2 separate regions of the Callithrix jacchus genome follow, and region 1 is linked to region 2. A link is a contact called in public Hi-C data. All regions are on one chromosome and are shown on one strand. Each heading gives the region's core, a stretch centred on a gene start, on an enhancer-like site or on the middle of the called end of the contact. The rest is flanking DNA. Distances are from core to core; before and after follow the strand shown.

What was found. A called contact is a pair of places that touch in the nucleus more often than the background predicts.
Region 1: a contact with region 2 is called in a Hi-C map of skeletal muscle, with 2.4 times the contacts expected there. The contact joins the promoter of HIP1 here to the enhancer-like site in region 2. A contact is called at or near these places in 2 of 3 Hi-C or Micro-C datasets (both in skeletal muscle).

The regions. Positions count from the first base shown.
Region 1 is chr2:10,646,513-10,653,684 of calJac240_pri, forward strand. HIP1 (huntingtin interacting protein 1) reads right to left here and starts at 3,927. Exons shown (of 30, transcript XM_035280273.3): 1 at 3,744-3,927. The coding sequence starts at 3,863.
Region 2 is chr2:10,559,826-10,566,492 of calJac240_pri, forward strand. The region is part of intron 1 of HIP1 (huntingtin interacting protein 1); the gene reads right to left. Among named protein-coding and RNA genes, the nearest start is that of HIP1, 87 kb to the right of the region's middle. Within about 2 kb of position 4,331, at least 7 of the 16 cell types and tissues checked have an H3K27ac peak or open chromatin away from gene starts, as enhancers often do. A contact at or near this core is called in skeletal muscle, where this site is marked.

The DNA of each region.
Region 1 (7,172 bases), core at 2,677-5,176, 86 kb after region 2:
CTTGAGGTCAGGAGTTCGAAACCAGCCTGTCCAACATGGTAAAACCCAGTCTTATTAAAAAAAAAAAAAAAAAAGGATAATACAATGAACTCCTTAGAATGATGTCAAATACAATAATTAGTTAGTTATTATTATACCTTGGCTGATTCTCACGGTCTCTTAACTCATTAAGTTTTTTAGAATTCATTTCTATATCTCATAATATATTGTCCCCTTTGCTTACCAATCTCCGCAGCCTCATAATACATTTGATAGATAGTTATTAAACAAAATAACTTTTTGCAGATTGACTAATGATGGGTTTTAGGGCTGTTCTTTTATTTCTTTTCTTTTTTTTTGAGATGGGGTCTCACTGTGTTGCCCAGGCTGGATTGCAGTGGCGCGATCTTTGCTCACTGCAGCCTCAGCCTCCTGGGCTCGAGCAATTCTCCCGCCTCGGTCTCCAAAGTTACTGGGACAACAGGCACACGCCACCCCGTCCTGCGAATTTTATTTTTTGTAGAGATGGGGTCTTACACTGTTGTCTGGGCTTGTTCTGCTTCTTTACTCTCCTACTCCCCTAAAGAGTTTTCAACCAGAGGCTGAGTGCAGTGGCTCACACCTGAAATCCCAGCACTTTGGGAGGCTGAGATGGGAAGATCGCTTGAGGCTAGCAGTTCAAGATCAGCTTGGGCACACACAGTGACATCCCCATCTCAAAAATAAAAAGATAAAAATAAGAGTTTCAACATCAGAAAAATTCTTTTTCTGCTCCACTCCACATCATCCCTACTCACCTCACCCAGGTCAAATCTGGCCAGTCACATGTCCCACAGAATGTAAAACACCAGAAAACACTGACCTAGACTATCCTGTTGGGCTGTCCCTGGATAGCAAGAAAACATGCCACTCATGGGTGGAAACTTTCACAAACCTAATTTCTATCACTGTTATGGGTCAAACTCTTATGCATATTTCTCTTGCTCTAGTTTTTACTTATTTGAGACTCTAGAAGAAATGGGTTGTTATAAAATAATATCTATTTATTTATTTTGAGATGGAGTCTAGCTCTGTCGCCCAGGCTGGAGTGCAGTGGCACAATCTTGGCTGACTGCAACCTCCACCTCCCGGGTTCAAGCGATTCTCCTGCCTCAGTCTCCCGAGTAGCTGGGACTACAGGTGCTCGCCACCAGATCCAGCTAATTTTTGTATTTTTAGTAGACATAGGGTTTCACTGTGTTGGCCAGGCTGGTCTCGAACTCCTGACTGTGATCCACCCACCTTGGCCTCCCAAAGTGCTGGGATTACAAGCTTGAGCCACTGCACCTGGTCTGTTTATTTTCTTACTTCATTTATTTAAAAACAACAATAGGCTGGGTGCCATGGGTCACGCCTATAGTCCCGGCACTTTGGAAGGCAGAAGCAGGAGGATCGCTAAAGACTAGGAGTTTGAGACCAATCTGGGCAACACAGTGAGACCCCATCTCTACAAAAATATAAAAATAAAAGGAATATACACACTGTTTCATGGAGCAAGAAGCCTCATACAACCAGGCAGCTAGCAGACGCACTAACATCCAAGACAGACAGAAAACTTCCTTCTTTTCAGGGGTCTGGTCCATGAAATCAGAGAACAAGCCTCAAACCCAGCTGGATCCTGGGAGGCAGAAGTGAAATGAATGACCATCTGCCACTTCCCTCCTGGGATAGGATCACCAGGTAGGGGAGACCCCCTGCCTCACACCATTCAGACACACCTGCGTGGGGCCACCTTCTCTTCTCCTTTTTCTTTTCTTTTTTTTTTTTTTAGAGATAGGGTCTCACTGCCTCACACCATTCAGACACACCTGCGTGGGGCCACCTTCTCTTCTCCTTTTTCTTTTCTTTTTTTTTTTTTTGTTGTTGTAGAGACAGTGTCTCATTTTGTCACCCAGGCTGGAGTGGCACAATCAGAGCTCACTGCAGCTTCAACCTCCTGGGCTCAACCTCCTGCCTCAGCCTCTCGAATAGCTGGGACTACAGGTATATGCCAACTCCAGGTTAATTGAAAATTTTTTTTAAAAATAGAGGCAGGATCTCATCGTGTTGCCCAGGCTCATCTCAAACTCCTGGGCTCAAGTAATCCTCCCACCTTGGCCTCCCAAAGTGCAGGGATTACAGGTGTGAGCTACTGCACCCAGCCTATTATTTTATTTTTTGTAGATACATGGTTTCACTATGTTGCCCCGGTGTGGGGTAGGGCAGCTCAGGCAAAGATTTTCAGAATAAGAAGAGGATGAAGTTCTCTGGGGGTGGAAAGGTTTATTCTTTTTTGTTTTTGTTTTTGTTTGAGACGGAGTTTTGCTCTTGTTGCCCAGGCTGGAGTGCAGTGGTATAATCTCAGCTTACTGCAACCTTCAACTCCCAGGTTCAAGAAACTTTCCTGCCCCAGCCTCCCAAGTAGCTGGGATTACGGTCGTCCACCGGCTAATTTTTTGTATTTTTAGTAGAGATGGGTTTTCACCATGTTGGCCAGGCTGGTCTCGAACTCCGGACCTCAGGTGATCCACCAGCCTAGACGTCCCAAAGTGCTGGGCGTGAGGTATCACACTATGCCAAAAGCTTTATTCTTTGAAAGATTCCATATACAGAACCCTCAGTCAGATTCTCACATCTTTTCTAACTCAAATCCCAAAGCACTTTCCCTCCAACCGTGTCTAGGGGAAGTATTCCTTACACATCAGGGGACCAGCCTCTGGCAGTGGGGGACCCAACTGGGTCTTCAAAGGTTCCACTCTGAGCGCAAGAGTGTAGAACAAATCTGCCCCTCCAACATCGGCACTGGGATTAAAAGAAGCGTTGTACTCTTTGAAATGGATTTTACATACAAATGAACGGATGAACAACATCAACATGTCAGCTTAATTCAGTCCAATCAATACACCAGGCATTAAAAACTCGGAGGTAAAAATGGATTGTGGCTTTTTGTTGATGACAATGAGGAATTTTGGCCCCGAGCCCTGGTCAGGCAGGACAAATAGGGCAGTCTGCCTAGTAGCTGTCAGGCACATCTTGGCGAATAAAACCAAAACCCCAAATCAGGGCTTGGGGCACCATGGAGCACAGTGGTTTCCACTTTTGCCCCCAAAGTCATTTTCCCAGCTTGGCCACACTTTGCATTTCCTGCATTCCTTTTCCCTGCTCCGACCCTTCGTCGCGGCCTCAGAGCTGACAGCTGGGGCTGGCCAGAGCCAAACAAGAGGCAACGAGAAAGGGGGATGCTGAGGGGTGCAGGTTGGAAGGGGATGTCAGTGCAACCAAGAAGTGATAGGAGGGGAGGAGAGGTCCCTTCACCCTTCACACTCCCAGTCCGGCGCCCCCACTCTCCGCCCCCACACGTGAGTCTCCAAGTGGCTCCCGTGCGCTTCCGCTGTTTAGGGGCACCCTTTCCATTCCGTCCCTTTTCAGTTCCTTCCCCCCCTCACCTCCCCTTGGGACCCCTGCCGGGTCCCCAGCCGCTCAGGCTCCGCTTGGCCGCACGCATCCTGCCTTCTCCTCCTAGCCCGCCCCTGACCCTCCTGCCCTTCTCCCCAGGCCAGCTGGGATACCCTGGGGTCCCCGACATTCCTGGGATCGCCCAGATCTGTACGCCAATGTCCCCGCTCACGACCCCCTCGCTCCGTCCTCAACTGGGGCCTGCAAGACTCCTATTCCCTTCAAAGCCCTTCCCGGACACCGCGTCCCTCAGGGTGCCCCAGGGATGCCCCGGGGTCCCCCGTCCTCACCTGAGTCCGCTCGAAGCTCTCGCGCTCCGCCGCCTCCAGCCCGGCGCCGACCCCGCGCCGGCTCAGCACCTTGGGCAGCGGGTTGGGCACCTGCTTCATGGAGCTGGCCATCCGATCCATGTCGCCGTGAGGAGCCGAGTCTGGGGCCCTCGGTCGCCCCGGGATCCCCACCGCACCGCCCGCCCCGCCCTACCCGCGGGGATCCGGCGTTAACGGGACGGCTCCCGCCTGCTATTGGCTGTGAGTTCTGCCAGTCTTCTTGAGACCCCGCCCCTTTCCGAAAGGCTTCCCCGCCCGCCCCCTCCCCAACCGAAGCCCCTCTGCGGGTCAGCCCCGACTGGCCCCTTGGGGCCTCGAGGCGCGCGGTGACTGGTCTGGAGTCCTGTCAGTCACCGGGGCCCGGCCGTTCGCGGCGGGGCCGGGGCGGGGTGCGGCCGGAGCGGGGCCTGGACGGGGCGGGGCCTGGGGGCGGGCTGCCCTGATCTGCCCTCGCTCGCCCCGCCCCCGCCCGCGCACCACCCTCTCCTCCCAGCGCCCGCGGTCCCCGCGCGCCCAGAGCGCGCTGCCCTCCGCCGAGCGCCGCCCACTGCCCTGCCTGCTCCTGCTGGGGGTGCCCCGCGAGGGCCCGGGGTGGTAGGCGGGGATCACGCAGGCTGGGAAGTGGGGCCTCCCCTGGGGGAATCCCGGCCCGTCTGCGAATAGCTCGTTAGCTCTTTCCGGGCCTGGGACCGGGGAGCGCCGGACCAGCTCCGCGGCCGCAGCCCCGAGAAGCGCAGCCCGGCAGGCTGGCGCAGCGTGGGCGCCTGGCCGGACCCGACCTCAGTGGGTAGCCGCCTCCACCCAGCCTCCAGGCTTCCCATCCTGCCCCTGTCCATGCCTTCTGCAAGGATCGCAGAGCCCAGGTCCGGGAGCTCAGGGCCGAGTCCGCGGGCACCTTCCAGGACCTCCCTTCCAAACCTCATCAAATGAATCCGTCAGAACTTATTTGTTGGTAGAAAGCCCTACAGGCACTTTCTGTTTTATCTTAGGCTCTGAGGCGCGCATCGCATCCTGCTCAGACGTCAGCCAGGGTACCAGCAGGCAGAGAGAAGTGTGATGCTTAGCAGAGACTCTGGAGAAAGTTCAAGGTTTTGGTTAAATTCCAATTTAGGTATTTTTGTTTGTTTTCATTTGGAGTCAGTCTCTCCCTCTGTCGCCCAGGCTGGAGTGTAGATCATAACACATCGTGGCCTTGAGCTCCTGGGCCCTAGCGATTTTCCTGCCTCGGCCTCTCGAGTAGCTGGGACTACAGGTGCACGCCACCACGCTTGGCTAATTTTTTTGCAGAGATAGAGTCTTCCTATGTTGTCCAGATTGGTCTCGAACTCCTCGCCTCAAGCGAGCCTCCCACCTTGGCTTCCCAAAGTGCTGTGATTACAGAAGTGAGCCACAGCACTTGGTGTAGATGCATTTTTTTAAAGTTATTTGAAACTCAAAGTAATGAATGGCACCTTTAGGCATAACAATTTGGTGATTCAAGTGTATTTTTTTTTTAATTTGATCAGGCAAGGTGACTCACACTTGTCATCGCAGCGCTTTGGGAGGCTGAGGCAGATGGACTGCTTGAGCTCAGGAGTTTGAAACTAGCATGGGCAACAGAGCAAGGCCCCATCTGTACAACACATTTTAGAATTAGTTGGGTGTGGTGGTGCAAGCCTGTAGTCCCAGCCACTCTCAAGGCAGGAGGACTACTAGAGCCAGGGAGGCAGAGGCCATAGTGAGCAAAGATCCGGCCACTGCCCTCCAGCCTGGGAGACAGAGCGAGACCCCATCTCAAAAAAAAAAAAAAATTACTTCTTTGTAGTGAAAGGAACGTTGCTGGGTTGCCCAGGCTGGTCACGATCTCCTAGGCTCAAGTGATCCTACCACCTCAGCCTCCCAAAGCACTGGGATTACAGGTATGAGCCATCCTGCCCCGACATTTGGGGGGGGGGTCGGGGGGGAGGGAGTCTTGCATTGTTGCTGGGCTGGAGTGCAATGGCGTGATCTCAGCTCACTGCAACCTCCACCTCCTAGGTTCAAGCGATTCTCCTGCCTCAGCCTCCCAAGTAGCTAGGAGTACAGGTGCCCAATACCATGCCCTGCTAATTTTTTATATTTTTAGTAGAGATGGGTTTCGCTATGTTGGTCAGCTGGCCTCCAACTCCTGATCTCGTGATCCGCTCGCCTCAGTCTTCCAAAGTGCTGGGATTATAGGCGTGAGCCACTGCACCTGGCTTTTTTTTTTAATTAATAAGAGCGTTTGGTAAAAATTCACACATCAGTAGAGAAGTGAAAAGGAGGCAGGCATTTGCAGTTACCAGGGAGCCACTGAAGGCTTTTGCTCAGACATTTGCACTGAGGAGCTTACATTGTGGGATGGATTGTGGGGGCCTGATGGAAGGGAGGAAATCAATGGGGACCTCTAGCATTGATGAGAGGCTATGAGGGCCTAGAAGAGAAACGCGAGGAGGAAGTTCTGTCTCATGGGAGGTTACCCAAATAAGACCTGGACACGGGGATCGGGGATGGGCGATGGCAGTGCCATTCAGGCTACATTTGCATGGCAAGGACTGGACTGGTTTCACCCTTACTTAGATTGTGTTTCTGTGGGAGGCTTTGTGAGTACCCCCTCCCCTGGCTTTCTTTGGGAGAGATTAGATGTCACCTGATTCTTTGTGTCAGTGGAGAGGCAGATGACAATTAACAGAGTGTGAGAACGCAGTTCGGATGCTGACAGAGGAAGAGGCAATGACCTTGGCCGGGCGCAGTGGCTCACGCCCGTAATCTCAGCACTTTGGAAGGCCAAGGCAGGGGGACCAGTTGAGGCCTGGAGTTTGACTGGCCAACATGGTGAAACTCTGTCTACTGAAAATATAAAAATTAGCTGGGTGTGGTGGCGCGTGCCTGTAATCCCAGCTACTTGGGAGGCTGAGGCAGGAGAATAACTTGAACCCGGGAGGTTGAGGCTGCAGTGAGCAGAGACTGCGCCATTGAAGTCCAGCCTGGGCAACAGAGTGAGACACTGCCTCCAAAAAAAAAGCTCGATTTAATTTTAATTAGTTAATTTTTTTTTCCAAGCTAAACTGTATCCAGCTTTATTAAAGATATTTTCCATAAACAATCATGGTATTTCAGGCAGGACATGGGCAATCATTAACAGCATACAACAGCTTTCAAACTCCCTTCTTTGATGGACCACCAAAACTCAGAAAGCCACTATAAATCCCAATGAAGTCCTCATGTGATGCTCTGAACAGGGAAACCTTAGAGTGAGGGTTGACATTTCACATTTAGCGTGTTGTTTAACAGCTTTTCACGAGCCGACCCTGACTTTCAGGAAGTGAAATGAAATGGCAGAATTTAGCTGAAGATCCACAGTCTAGAAATGGAATCACTGCTCTTTTGACA
Region 2 (6,667 bases), core at 3,081-5,580:
TGCCTGCAAGCAAAGCCTTAGCCAGGGGGAGTGAGTTCCTAGCAGGGCTGTGATCCTGGCGGCTCTGGCACAGAGCGTTCTCACCGGGTTTGTTTTGGACAGAAGATGGCCTTTTTCAATGAATCCAGGAACCTTCACTTTCACTCCAGTGAGAAAAGCCTTTTGCTGCCTCTCTTTCTGAGACATAATTACACCCTCAGGAAACACACAAATTCTTAGACCTAGGGCTGAGTTCAGAACACCTGAAAGAGGCAGCGTCACTCAGGAACTAGGAAGGTGGCTGCTGCTGGGGGGGGGGGGAGGGGGCACTTGTGTCGTGATGAATTATAACAGATAACATTGATCACGTTCTTACCACAGTGCCAGGCATGACAAGCACTTTACAAGGATTGTTCATTTTACTTTACTTTTTTTTTGAGACAAAGTCTCACTCTATCACCAGGCTGGGGTGCAATGGTGCAATCTCAGCTTACTGCAACCTCTGCCTTCAGGGTTCAAACGATTCTCCTGCCTTAGCCTCCTGAGTAGCTGGGACTACTGGTGTGCACCACCACGCCCAGCCAATTTTTCTATTTTTTTAGTAGAGGATGGGGTTTCACCATGTTGGCCAGGATGGTCTTGATCTCTTGACCTCATGATCTACCCACCTCGGCCTCTCAAAGTGTTAGGATTACAGATGGGAGCCACTGCCTGGCCTACTTTTTTTTTTGAAACGAAGTTTCACTCTTGTTCCCCAGGCTGGAGTGCAATGGTGCAATCTCGGCTCACTGCAACCTCCACCTCCCGGGTTCAAGCAATTCTCCTGCGTCAGCCTCCCAAGTAGCTGGGACTACAGGAACCCACCACCATGCCTGGCGAAGTTTTGTATTTTTAGTAGAGATGGAGTTTCACCACATTGACCAGGCTGGTCTTGAACTCCTGACTTCAGGTGATCCGCCTGCTTTGGCCTCCCAAAGTGCTGGGATTACCCGCACCCAGCCTGGATTGTTTCTTTTATAACTAAAAATAGCACTACCATTTGACCTGGCAATCCCATTACTGGTATCTACCCAGAGAAAAATAGATCATCCTACCAAAAAGACACCTTCACTCATATGTTCACCAAAGCACTATTCACAATAGTAAATGCATGGAATCAGGCCAGCTGCCCCACAACAGTGGGTTAGAGAAAGAAAAGGTGGGACGTGTACACCAAGGAATACTATGTAGCCATAAAAAAGAATGAAATCATGTATTTTGCAGCGATATAGACGCAGCTGGTGGCCATTATCCTAAATGAATTAACACAGATACAGAAAACCGAATACTGCACGTTCTCACTTATAAGTGGGAGCTCAACACTGGATGCAAATGAGCATAACGATGGGAACCACAGACACTGGGGACTCCAAAAGGCAGGAGGGAGGCAAGGGTTGAAAACTACCTATTGGGTACTGTGCTCACGAGCTGGATGACGGGTCATTAGAATCCCAAACAGCAGCATCACACAATAGACCCATGTAACACACCTGCACATGTACCCCCTGAATCTAAAACAAATTCTTTTTTTTTTTTGAGACTGAGTCTTGCTCTGTTGCCCAGACTGGAGTGCAATGGCATGATCTTGGTTCATGCAACCTCTTCCTCAGGGGTTCAAGTGATTCTCCTGACTCAGCCTCCCGAGTAGCTGGGATGACAGGTGCCCTCCACAACACCCAGCTATTTTTTTTTCTTTTTTGTATTTTTAGTAGAGACTGGGTTTCACCATGTTGGCCAGGCTGGTGTCGAACTCCTGACCTCAGGTGATCTGCCCGCCTTGGCCTCCCAAAGTGCTGGGATTATGAGTGTGAGCCAGCGCGCCCGGCCAAAGTCACTAAGTCTAATGAGCAGCTGTGCAGTGCTTTGCTGACCGCAGGGTCTACAAGCGCAAGGCACTCGCCTGCAATGTGCCGGGGCATGACCAGATGTTCTGACTATGCTATCCTCTCTGATGCCCCCAGCGGCCCTCACCACTGTGGACACTGAGACGGAGAGATGTCACTGACCTGCCCAGGGTCTCGCAGGGAGTAACCACCACCAATCATCTGCCTGCGTGTTCTTTGCTTCCCCCCACCCATACCCACGGCCCTGTTGCCCCAGGGGTCCACTAGGCACAGCAAGGGCTGAGGTCACTTTTGGCTGACCATCTGTCAGCCTTTTAGGAGCGAGGCCATCAGCTAGGATCCGTCTGCCCCATGGCACTCTCTGGGCATCAGCTGGGGATGTTGGAACTACCCCTGGGGAGCCCTGAGAGCCGCAGCATAAATGAGAAATGAGGTGAGGCCTGCAGAACCGCTTACAGCCAGGAAAGGCCAGTGCTCTGCAGTCATCAGCCCCTCCAGGACCAGTGTCTGACAGGAGACGGGTCTACCTAAGGTGCCTGGAAGTGGACCCTCCTGGTTAGGAAAGGGCCAGGGCCTCCTAAGAGGGAGGGCCTAGAAGTTCCGAGTACCCCTCTTGCTCTGGTACCAATAAAACTGTGCATGAACACGGCTGGATGCAATGGCTCACATCTGTAATCCCGGCAGGCGGATCACCTGAGGTCAGGAGTTCAAGACCAGCCCGGCCAACATGGCTGTAGTAGTTGGGGCTGGTTGGAGTAGCTTGGAGTGGTTGGAGTAGCTGGGGCTGGTTGGAGTACCTGGGACTGGTTGAAGTAGCTGGGGCTGGTTGGAGTGACTGGGCGGGGTCATGGAAGAGCATCAAGTCTCAAAGGGTGGCTCCTATGGCTGCTCCCTCTGTGGATTCAGTGGAGACCTCCAAACTCTTTGCCCCTGATATTAATAGATCTGTTTTCCCTCCTGATGTGGCTGTTCCCCCGTATTAAACACAGGTGTCCATGGTCCCTTCCCACAGATTTGACATCACAGGGGAAAGGATGACTTCAAGTGTGGCTGAGCTATATGTAGATGCCCGCTGCACCCCAGAACCTAACCATTCTGCAAGATAGACACCCCCCCTAGGCTGCAGAAAGTCAGGGGTTGCAGAGGTGAGCCAGGGAGACCGAAGCCTGCATTACGGTCATGGCTTCAAGAAGGGGACAAGGAGAGATGAGACATGCTGTGGGAAGGAAGGTGGCACAGAGACAGCCCGCCCAGAGAGCAGACCCTGGGACTGGGAGGCAGTGGGGCCATTAAGAGGAACAGGGTCGGGCTCTGTGACTCATGCCTGTAATCCCAGCACTTTGGGAGGCCAAGATGGGAGGATTGCTTGTGCTCAGGAGTTTGACACCAGCCTGGGCAACATAGTGAGACCTGATCTCACTGGGACTACAGGTGCATGCCACTACGCCTGGCTAATTGTTCAAATTTTTCTTAGAGATGGGGTCTTATTGTGTTGTCCAGGCTAGGAACATTTTTAAATGAAATCCTAGCAAAGCACTTTTCCAATGCTCCTGGCCCTTCGAGTGAATGTAAATTACTATTAGCAGTAGTAGCGGCAATGGCGCTGAACACCATTTTCCAAACACCCAGTATGCACAGCCATGCCTACCTCTGAATCTGAGAGATCAGAAATAAGGGAGCCAGACAGAGGGTGGAGAAAAACAGACGGTGTTATTGCCGGCTGCGGTTCTCCACGCCAGCTGCACGCTCGGGTCACCTGGGAAGCCTGGGCCCCGCCCCAGGGACTCTGATGTAACAGGCCTGGGACCCACCTGGACGCCAGAACTTTAAACGTCCCCCAGGAGGCTGTGATGTACAGCCAAGGCTACGAACAACTGAGCAACCGCAGCCAGACTCAGGAACCCCCGCCCTGGTCTTGGCTGAAGCTGAGGGGTGCAGGAGACAAGGAAGCGTGGCACTTCCCTTACTGCTTCTCCTACATGGGGAATTTCCAAGCTCCCACCTGGAATTTTCCATCCTTCGGTCAAAGGTTCCGCATAGGCAGAGACCTCTGAATGCCCCTGATATTAATAGATCTCTTTTCCCTCCTGACATGGCTGTTCCCCCCATATTAAACACAGGTGACCATGGTCCGTTTCCAAAGATTTAACATCACAGGGAAAGCGTGACTTCAGGCATGGCTGAGCTATATGCAGATGGCTAGTGCACCCCCAGAACCTAACCATTCTGCAAGATAGACCCCCCCTAAGAAAAACACCTGGCTTGGTCTTACAATTAGCTGGTGGGTCTTACACCATTAGCTGGTGGGTTCTGGGCAGCAAAGATCTGCTGGTTTTCTAAAGCCTCTCCAGGCAGGCTGCTGGTGGCTGGCAGGGGTCAGAGGGCCTATTAGAGGCACCAGGACAGACAGGAGCCACTTAGCCAAGTCCCTGAATCAGCAAACAGCCTGGAAACCTTGCCTCAGGGGTGGCCCAGCCTGCCAGAGCTCGCTGCCCCTGCCTGCTGACTCCTCCGTCAGTGGTAATTTGGAGCACCCTTAACGGCCCAGTTCAGGAGCTGCCAGCCTTGTGCTGGGAGAGGTTTTCCTAGCGCTTCTCCACTGGAGGACAAGTCCAGGGATGTGTCTCTGCCCAGTTATCTTTCTCTTTTTTTTTTTTTGAGACGGAGTCTCCCTCTGTTACCCGGCTGGTGTGCAGTGACACAATCTTGGCTCACTGCAACCTCCACCTCCTGGGTTCAAGTGATTCTCCTGTCTCAGCCTCCCAAGTAGCTGGGATTACAGGCACCCGCCACTACACCCAGATAATTTTTGTGTTTTTAGTAGAGATGGGGTTTCGCCATGTTGGCCAGGCTGGTCTCAAACTCCTGGCCTCAAATGATCCGCCCACCCACTCTCAAAATGCTGGGATTATAGGCGTGAGCCACCGCCCCCGGCTCTGCCCAGTTATCTCCAAAGCAAAGATGTGTCCCAGAAGCATGGACCAGGCTGAGGGTAGGAAGTACCAGCTCAGTGTGGCCTGTAGTGGTTCAGAGCTGGCGTCCCCGCCCTGAGGAGGATGGCGGTTGGGCTAATTCCGTGTTATCACGGCTTACAGGAAGCCAGCTTGGCCTGGCTGTCAGCCAGCAGCAATTTACTGGCCTTGGGGGCAGAGGCAGGGAGAAGAGGGAAGAGAAAGGAAAACACAGCCCTCTCCCCACCACACACACACACACACACACACACAATTGATCCGGGGTTATTTTTAGGTGCTTATTCATCCCACACATTTTTTTTGAGAGCCACGACCTGAGCGCTCCAACTAAAGCCATTTAGCAAGAGACAGCTGCCCACACAGGTGGAGAGAGGGCACTGGGGGACTCAGCCCGAATGAAAACAGTGGAGGGTGAGAGGGTCTTCAAGGACCCTCCACGCTGTAAAAACAACCTGGGATTCTAAAGCCAGAGTAGGGATGCTGAATCAGAGTGGCTTTTTTTTTTTTTTTTTTAGACAGAGTTTAGCTCTTGTTACCCAGTCTGGAGTGCAATGGCGCGATCTCGGCTCACCGCAACCTCCGCCTCCTGGGTTCAGGCAATTCTCCTGCCTCAGCCTCCTGAGTAGCTGGGATTACAGGCACGCGCCACCGTGCCCAGCTAACTTTTTGTATTTTTAGTAGAGACGGAGTTTCACCATGTTGACCAGGATGGTCTCGATCTCTTGACCTCGTGATCCACCCTCCTTGGCCGCCCAAAGTGCTGGGATTACAGGTGTGAGCCACTGCGCCCGGCCTATCAGAGTGGCTCTTACATCAGAATCCCAAGTTCAAGTCCTTCCTATCTCCAGCAATTCCCTGCTGTGTAGCTTCCGGTGGGTCACTGTCAATTTCGGAGAAGGCCCTGGGCAGGAACCCTGGCTGCAACACTTATTCTACGTGTGGCCTTGGGCAAGTCAGTCAGCCTCTCTGTGCCTCAGTTTCTCTGTCTAGAACACATGGCTAATTGGCCCGGTGTGGTGGCTCACGCCTGTAATCCCAGCACTCTGGGAGGCCAAAGCGGGTGGATCACGAGGTCAGGAGCTCGAGACCAGCCTGGCCAACATGGCAAAACTCCCCCTCTACTAAAAATACAAAAAAAAAAAAAATAAATAGCTGGGCATGGTAGCAGGTGCCTGTAATACCAGCTACTTGGGAGGCTGAGGCAGGAGAATCACTTGAACCTGGGAGACGGAGGTTGCAGTGAGTGTCATTGTACTCCAGCCTGGGCGACAAAAGCAAGACTCTGTCTCAAAAAACAAAAACAAAACAAAATAAGGCTAATCATAGCTACCTCTTAGGTTGTTTTGAGGCCAAGTTAATATTACGGAAGTACTTAGAAAATTGCCTGCATACCTACCGTTACATTAAGGTTAGCGTTTGTCTTTATTAAAGCACTACATGAGCCCGGTGCGGTGGCTCATGCCTGTAATCCTAGCGCTTTGGGTGGCTGAGGCAGGTGGATCACCTGAGGTCGGGAGTTCGAGATCAGCTGCCCAACATGGTGAAACCCCATCTTTATGAAAAATACAAAAATTAGCTGGGCATGGTGGCACGTACCTGTAGTCCCAGCTACTCGGGAGGCTGAGGCAGGAGAATCACTTGAACCCAGGAGGTGGAGGTTGCAGTGAGCTGAGATTGTGCCTCTGCACTCCAGCCTGGGTGACAGAGCAAGACTCTGTCTCAAAAAAAAAATTTTAAAAAAGCACTATATTTATGTTAATTTTGAAAATTGTTTTAGGTTTACTTTTTCATTTTGTTAGAGATGGGGGTTGCTCTGTCATCTGGGGCTCAGTG